3 separate regions of the Columba livia genome follow, and all the other regions are linked to region 2. Evidence: chromatin contacts called from public Hi-C data. All regions are on one chromosome and are shown on one strand. The core of a region is the stretch at or near the end of the contact, and the rest is flanking DNA. Distances in the headings are between cores, read along the strand shown. Region 1 holds the start of PECAM1 (platelet and endothelial cell adhesion molecule 1). Region 2 overlaps TEX2 (testis expressed 2). Region 3 holds the start of CEP95 (centrosomal protein 95).

What was found. Hi-C and Micro-C count contacts between places; a contact is called where the count stands out from the background.
Region 1: a contact with region 2 is called in a Hi-C map of crop, with 4 times the contacts expected there. The contact joins the promoter of PECAM1 here to the enhancer-like site in region 2. A contact is called at or near these places in 2 of 2 Hi-C or Micro-C datasets (crop and liver).
Region 3: a contact with region 2 is called in a Hi-C map of liver, with 2.0 times the contacts expected there. The contact joins the promoter of CEP95 here to the enhancer-like site in region 2. A contact is called at or near these places in 2 of 2 Hi-C or Micro-C datasets (crop and liver).

The regions. Positions count from the first base shown.
Region 1 is chr18:10,544,564-10,547,263 of bColLiv1.pat.W.v2, forward strand. PECAM1 (platelet and endothelial cell adhesion molecule 1) reads right to left here and starts at 1,372. Exons shown (of 16, transcript XM_005508006.4): 1 at 1,045-1,372; 2 at 889-915; 3 at 1-187. The coding sequence starts at 1,078.
Region 2 is chr18:10,469,874-10,472,632 of bColLiv1.pat.W.v2, forward strand. It overlaps TEX2 (testis expressed 2), which reads right to left. Exons shown (of 12, transcript XM_065034115.1): 9 at 1,663-1,785; 10 at 327-536; 11 at 1-121. Among named protein-coding and RNA genes, the nearest start is that of ERN1, 6.9 kb to the left of the region's middle. Within about 2 kb of position 1,353, at least 1 of the 3 cell types and tissues checked has an H3K27ac peak away from gene starts, as active enhancers do.
Region 3 is chr18:10,572,719-10,575,418 of bColLiv1.pat.W.v2, forward strand. CEP95 (centrosomal protein 95) reads left to right here and starts at 1,317. Exons shown (of 22, transcript XM_065034125.1): 1 at 1,317-1,681. The coding sequence starts at 1,660. It overlaps LOC110362970 (a long non-coding RNA gene), which reads left to right. Exons shown (of 2, transcript XR_002420747.2): 2 at 1-357.

The sequences.
Region 1 (2,700 bases), core at 122-2,621, 75 kb after region 2:
TTTGCATCTTCTCTGTCTGTTACAGTCATGAATACAAGCTTGCCATCCTTAAAAATTGTAAAATTATGCTTCAGCTGGAAATCAGTATTTTTGCTAATATCAGCACGGCAGACAATTGACATAGGAGCTCCATTCTTTACTTTGACAGAAGGCTGAACTTTGATTTCAACTGTATTGAAAGTAAAAACTTGTGGGGAAAAAAAAAAGTTATATTTATTTTCAGCTTGTCCGACATAATACTGTTATCTCAAGCTGCTACATTTTCCTCACAAAATTTAATTCATTTCTACCCTAGTAGCAGGGGTTCTAATTTTCCCGGTCAGATCTCACAGATGTTGAGAGCGGTAGCAGCTTTACCTTCCCTGCACAGACACACAAGAAGCAACTACTGATTGTCACAGCACACGCTGTCCAGCTGCTCAGCCTTTGTCTTGAGGGACTGAATCACTGACTACTCTGCTCAGACATTATCTTTTATTTTGCAATAAAAAGAGCAAGAGAGAGTGCCCTTAACTTATATTCTATAGTATTATCCTACCCCCTTGCTTCTGGGTACGAGAGGGTTTTTTAAAGATCAAAACAAAATGCTAGTAATTAAATTTCCTCTCTTTTCTCTTCTCTTGTATGCCACACTAAAGCAAATTAGGAATGATTTCACCAAAACATTTATGAAAATATGAACAGCACATCTGTCACTTACATACTATAACAAGAAACACCACCAAGTAATATATATATATATTTTTGTTTTTACAAGGCCAAATTTCACACTGAGCTATAGTACAGCAAAACAAGATAAACTCTGTTATGGATGCACACCAACAACTGAGGAATTAGTTAAATTACTTATTTTAAAATTTTATGTGAAAAAACCCTAGAATGACTTACCTCCCTCCTGAGTGTAAAGTCCTGAACCTGGAAAAAAATGAAAAGTAATGTTATTTTCAAAGTTTACAGACCGACAGACAGTAATGGGAAACAGTAAAAAGCCCAAACAAACCAGAAACACATGTATCCACCCAGATATTTAGTTATCAAACTTACACTGCAAGAAAATCACCAGAAGAGCAAGATACATCTCGTTCCTGAAGAACAGACACTTAATTCCAAAATAAAACAATATTCATCATCAGAGGTGATGCCTTGAGGTACCAAAACCAGGTTATGAGGTTTTCTTTCTGTTGTTGTTTTATGGAAACAGATAAAATTTTGCCATTAAAATCTGTAAGTTTTCCCAGATCTTCAACAGCAACTGGCTAGATCAAGTAATCGTTCCCATTACTGGAAACTGGAAATGGGAAACAATGAGAATCTATCTGCTGCTCACAGGCAGATTACGGTTCAGGAAGTGACTGGACTTTTCCTGAGGGCGCCACCAAATGCATTTGCTTTGTTTAATTTCTTAAGGTGTATTAAAAAAACAAGAAGTTCCAATGACATTTATCCTGTAGTTCCTGTCAATACGGGTATTTTTAAGTCACAATTAACCATTTAGAAACACAAATTACCTTTGCTGCTTGACCTCAGCAGATCCTTGAGAAAATATTTCCCTTCATCTTGACATGGAAAACTCTTTTGGATAATTCATGTATATAATTATTCACTCTTCCCTTTTGCCTCCATTTCTAGGTCTCTCATCTTTGCTGTGGCAAAGAACAGCTTTACTGTAGGGTATGCAATAAATTCAAATTATCTCGGAAACCATAGCTACTTTCGTCTTAGATGAGAATACTGATAGATGCACCTCTCATACTACCATCATATATCAAACCCACAGAAATGCACAAGATTTTATTTTATGTAGTTAAGACAGTGCAAGGCATGCACAATCATAAAATTTCAATCCCACAAGAAAAGAACTGGTTGGAGTTTCATTTGTCTGCAGAAATCTGAAGCAGCACTGTTGCAATCTGAAACAGAGAATACTTGGGAGCAAGAGTTAAATCATTCGACTTGAGTCCTAACACTGACTCAGTCTACAGGCTTGAGAAAGTGAGTTGAAATCGTGCCCTTCAAAAAGTCTTTCTCAAGTTGTGTGTCCCAGAACTCCCTAACTAGTGATTTAGTTCTTCTTGAAAATCAAGTATTTTACTCTAAATCCCTTCGTTTCTTTCATTTGTAGACAGAGTCAATGCTTTCCTTTACTTCCAGTGTCATTTTCCAGGCTTACTAAAACACACCCACAAAACTCTATGAGACATACAGCTTCACTGTTATGTGAAACACCCTTTTTTGGGGGGTCAATGAAAACTGTATTTTTCCCCCAAAACAATAGTTTAAAGCTATAGGTGTACTTTAATACTTGTATTACACACATAAGTGTGGTATTTGGCAAAAGGAAGCAGGAGGGAAACACTCATTTGTTTAACAATATATCGGCAGTATGAACAAGCACCTAACTAGCTGTTTTGCAGGGAGTACAGAATGGCACAATAGTCAGAGCCGTTAATGACTAAGAAGTAGCCGATTAACTAGAGATAGTGTTTGTTCTGCTTAATCCAGCCTGTTTGAAATACACCACCAACAAAAGACTGATGGTTTGGCTGTTTGCCAACCATGGTCTCCAGAGCCATGTAAAGGAAAAGAGAAGGAGGACACATGGCAGGTGGAGAACAAAGGTACATCAACTTTGGCTATTGATAACAAAAAATAGGAAGGAAGGAGATTTCCCCCTCCCCCCATAAAAGAATTCAGCATGAC
Region 2 (2,759 bases), core at 103-2,602:
CTGAAACTCTTGTTCCAGTTTCCTCTCTATCCAGTCAGTCACATGGACCAGAGTCACTTCTCTCTCACCAAGTTTTGGCCGAGCTTTTAACTCCAGGTAGGGAGGTCTCCGAAAGCCGTACCTTAGGAGAGCAGACACAGCAGGTTTTATTATGAACAGAACAGATTTTATTATGTGTGAACTGCCAGTGTTCTCTTAATAACAGTTCTCATCTCATTTACAACTAGTTTGTATTGCATCTCTTCCAGAATCCCTTTCAAAAAGGGGGGTTTAACCCCTTTTAGCAGCAGTTCCTTAGGCAACACACACCTGAAACATCACCTTACCATATCCTGTCAGTAGGTGGAGGTGGAATGTTAATTACTAGTGTTCCTCGGCACTCTTGTACTTCAACTGTTAGCAGCAATGGAGTATTGGACACCTCTTCAATTTTCTTCTTAATAAATTCAGTCTCTGTTGCTTTCTGAAAGTATTTTGACTTAGTAATTTTATCCACGATTCTCATGATCTTACTTGTCCGATGTCCTCCAACATACCTTTAGATGGAGAATAGAAAGAGTACATGAAGGTAATTACCTTGAACCTTGCTAAGACACCCATGGATTTCCTATTAAATCATTATACTTTTTGATATAAAAATTCTAAACAGCAGTTACTCATAAGATTCTATAGGACAGTAATGCAGATTTTTGAGAGGTGTAAGGAAATTCAGTATTGTATTTAAAAATCCTTTGTTCTCTTTAAGGGTTCTTTATATGATCATTGTATTTTTTAAAGATGGAAAAACACATCCATTGGAATAATTCCAACAACTCATCACACAGATTTCAAAAGCTTTTGGGAATAAAACTCTGAGGAGACTCCAATGAGTATTTTCAATATGTCATGGAGCCTTTTGGTATACTCCCTGTAAAAATCACTGAGATGTGTTCAGACATAGGAAACATTATTGTCCGAGACATTTCAGTGTTACTACAGATTGCTCATTGCAAGACATTGTTTCAATCAGATGTATAAAGCAAAATAAAACAATCAGGGCAGCAGCCAAACCAAGGAATGACGTGGCAAAACTGATGCTGGGAATTCTCTTTCAAACTCTTGCAGGGCACGGGAGGGCAGTATTGCACAGCGAGACACGCAAAGCCTTCCAGGGGAATAACAAAAGCACAACAAACCACAAAACCCTGAGCAAGAAGCTGGGATTGAGTAACAGTTGTGTTCTTAGAGAAAAAAAACACACTGGAAATACGGGATCAGCAGGATCAGCGTGGGTATAATGCTGTATATGAACAGAGCGTTTCAAAGTTCACACACAAAATCCTGCTCTTGGCTCAGGCAAAACGCTGGGGACAGTCCCACAGGTTCTGTGCCCCAAAGACTCTGCTTTCTCTATAACCCCATCGGGATGTCAAAGGGAGCGCTGTACAGGTCACCGTGGACGATGCTCCCAGCACAGGAAAGCACTGCAGAGCAGCTTCCTTCCATCTGTACTCACCGCCTGATTGCTGCTCTTTGCTCTAGAAATGGGTGACTTGTGTTTGCTTAATTGCTTGGATATACTCACACAGCAACAATGAGCACGACGGGGCCAGACCAAGGTATTGGTTACACCAAGTCTGGAGCTTGGGAGGGAAGGATTAACCAAGACGGCACACAGCTCACCCTTCTGCTCCTGGAGTCACCTGCTTCTCTCCCGCCAGTTCGGCAGCATCATCCTCTTCCGAAGACCCAGCGCTGGAGGATTCCTCATCGCTGTCTGCAAGACAATACGCCCTTGGCCTGAAACTGAAACAATGCGATTTCCAGGTCAAATGTAATATTCTTAAATAGCTATTCATCATGTACAGCTTTGGCTGACACTACGTGTATTTCTAGTGGAAACTCTGAAATGTCCCCTTCACTTTTTTTTTATAAACTCCATCTAAAATAACAGAACTGAAGCCAGTCTGCCAGAACTAGCTTCAAAACACAACGTTTGTTTTCTCCAGTGGAACTAATCCTGCGCAGAAGGGGATGGCAGGGGAACGACTATTCTACATACTCAAATCAAATGTGAAGATTAATTGAAACACATTTGAAAACACCTCTGTTGCTGCTTGCGGCTTCCCATGAAAGTTGAGCAGTACGTCGGCTGGACAAATTTTGTTTGTTCTTAACACACTGACAATAACACGATTTTAAACTGAAAGGTGAGAACATACGATTCTGTCTTGTACTAAAAGCAAACACAAGACTCGAATTTAAACATCATGTACCGACTGAATCCCGGAATCCCTCGGAGACATTAACTCAAGTGCTAACGTATATACCTTATCTTCACAGCACTTTTAACCCAAGTCAATAAATTCCATTTTGTCTACTCACACACCTGCAATTTTTGCGGCTTGGACGTATCTCCAGCAATGGCAACGTGTGCAAAGCGCAAGAGAAGCAGATCTTGCTCACCTGCCTCCCAAAGGAAACACAAGGATCGCACTGGCAGAGCGACCTTGTATCAGACTCATGACTCACCTCAGCCTGTGTGTCATCACTTACCAATTTTGAGTAGAAAAAAGGCAATTCTATTAACGCAACTCATCTAACATAACCCTGGGAAGTAATATTTCTTAGATGTTTTGCAGAGATACTTTTGTCCCGTACAAATTGAGGCTATAATCTCCCTTTAGTATCTTTGTTGGAAATACTCCTTTTGCTACTATATTTATAGGGAAATTGACCTCCGGGCTTGTGAATTTTTAAGCTACACAGCAAATGATGTT
Region 3 (2,700 bases), core at 67-2,566, 100 kb after region 2:
TTTGACTAGGTTCTTTGATACCATCTCCTGCCCATTTCTAACAGGGGATCCTCCTTTTCAGTAGGAGTTAGTGATTTAATATAGCTTGTTGTAGATTTTTTCTCCAAAAATACTCCTTTTGACACTCTCTACCTACTGACCCTGGAGACTTCTTGCTTCTAATGAGTCTGAAAAAGGCTTTTTGCAAAGGCTGTGAAAACAGCAAATTGTCCCATCTTTTCATGTACACATTACATTTACTGTAGCTTATTTTTATTTTTTTTTGTTTGTATATATTTTAGTGGTTCGTGTTACTGTACTGTTTAACTTTGCTAAGGTTTTAAAGAATTGAGAAGACTAAACAAACACAAAACCTCATCTCTGTCTCACATTTAGTCTGCAAGTAACTCCTTTTGATTTCCTCTTTCAAACAACTTCCTCGTTTTGTGTTCCACCCTTCAAGTTAAACATCGCTGGTTTTCCTGAGCTCTCTTCTTAGTTTAAGCCAACATACGCCTAACAAATCAACGCAGCTTTGCAGAGCTGCGCATACACCAAACTGAAATCTAGGTTCTAGTTTACTAGATATGCATTTGCTTATATACACAAAAGCTGGTTTATTTAAGCAGTGTGTGCACTTGAGTTATTACTCTACAAATTACTGTTAGAGCTCACTTTGTCACTGATGTTTACTTGCCGCTGGTCATTGTTCTCACAGTCGTAATTGGGATCTCAGCTGCTTCTGTCACACTCCTGGAGTTTAAGGATAAGGGTCATCATTATTTCTAGTTTTGTGTGACTTGATGCAATGTGGAAATTCCATAATTCCTAAGGAGCACGGAATGCTGTTGCTTAGTATGGAGGAGAATATACTTTCCCCACTCAATGTCTCCAAAAACGTGTATGTTAGTGGTAAATTTCACCGGACAAAAGCTTCTAACTCTTATTTTTAATAAAGGTTATAAAACTCCTGTCACACACAAAAGCCATCAGGTCACCCATGTTTCCTGAGCAAACCTCCATCACCTGCCCATGTAACCCCAACTCTCCATCTGTACATTAACATGTAAACACGCCAGGCCTACAAGGTCAAGCGCTGGAACTTTCCCCGAGGCCAACCTCACTTCTCTTGTGCAAACACCAACAACCGCCACGCTGTGAGGGCGAGCGGGGCGGGCCCAGCGCGGGAAACCCCCACAGCCCGCGCCTCCCGGCCGCCATTTTGTGCCGCCAACCGCCCTCAGCAGCCGAACCGCTCCCCGGCCCGCCCACCGTGGCGCCCGCGGCAGCTCGGCCACCGGGGCTGGGGGGCACAGGGAGGCGGCTCCAAGCGGGCAGGGCGGCCCGGTTTGGGGGTGAGGGGATGGCGGGGGGGCCGCGGCTCCCACACCGAGGGCGCCCCGTCACGTGACAGAGGCGCGGTGCCTGCAGCGGGAAGTGGGGGAGGGGAAGGCCACGTGACCCGCGCTGCGGCGTGGCTGTGAGTTACAGGCTCCCCCACGCCCGTTTCCATGACGACCGGCTCTTTCACAACCCGCTGGAAGATAACAACGCTCGGCGGGGGGGCCCGCCCCTTCCGGCGCAGCCTGTCCAATCAGCACAGAGGACGCCGGGAAGGTCTATTTGAATTCCCCGGGGGGGGCGGTACCTGGCGGCCGTTGGTGCGTGAGGCGCCGCGCCATGGGCAGCGCGGAGGAGAGAGGTAGGGGCGGCGGGGCTCCCGAGGAGATCGCCGGGCTCCCGACCGCCGGCGCCTCTCCCTTCTTCATGTGTTCGGCGCTCGCCACCGGGGCCCGGTCGGTGGGGCGGGTGCGAGGCCCAGAGGGGCAGCCAGTCCGCAGGGAGGCCGAGGCGAGAGCTGCCTCTTCTCTCCTTGTCACCCACCTGCTGCTCACATCCCGAACACTGTCTATTTTCTTCAGACGTGCCTTTCTTTAAAGATGTCTTTTTCTTGTGTTGTGGCTCTTTATGGTAAACCCCCCCTCTTGCCTTATTCCCCCCCGGTGACACTTTTAAATCGCTACAGCTGGAGGTGAACAGCAGCTGAAGTTATTCAGTGTGAAATGTAGGAGGTTCTGCTTTAAGCTTTCATGCACCTGAAATTATTAACCTGTTAGGGTATAGTGATTTCTGGAAGTGAAGAGTAAAGCAGTGGAAAAGTAATACTCCCTGTGTACAGAAGAGTAAAACTTATATAAATTAATTTCCTTTGTAGTAATTTTTTTTCATCCAAACATAACTTTGCCCTTCTCAGTAATTCAAAGTCCTCAATAATACATGTTAAAATACTGTTTTGTCTGCAAAAGCAACATGTAGGGGGAAGATCCACCCTTAAGAGATCACAGGCTAACAGAGATGAAGATGCTTTTTTTCCAAGTTGATATTTGAATTGGGTGACATGGAACGCTGTAGAGGATACGTGTACTTAAAAGTACTTTGGATTTGTGATTCAAAATTCTGGGAAAAGCAGTCTGGTTGTGCACATATCTCATTGTGCTCGACATAGCGTGAAGTTGGTGGCACCAGGTCCATGTACTTGTGATCCCTAAACAGTGAACTAATAAAAGTAGCCCTTGAATTTAGTTTTCATGAAGAATACTTACATTAGCAGCATTGTCATTGCCTGAGAGTATTAGGGAAACTGGGATTTTACAAGAGAAGCTCATGTTTTTTGAAAAAGCATACTGCACTTCGGGTGGAGTCCAAGACACTTAAACAGGT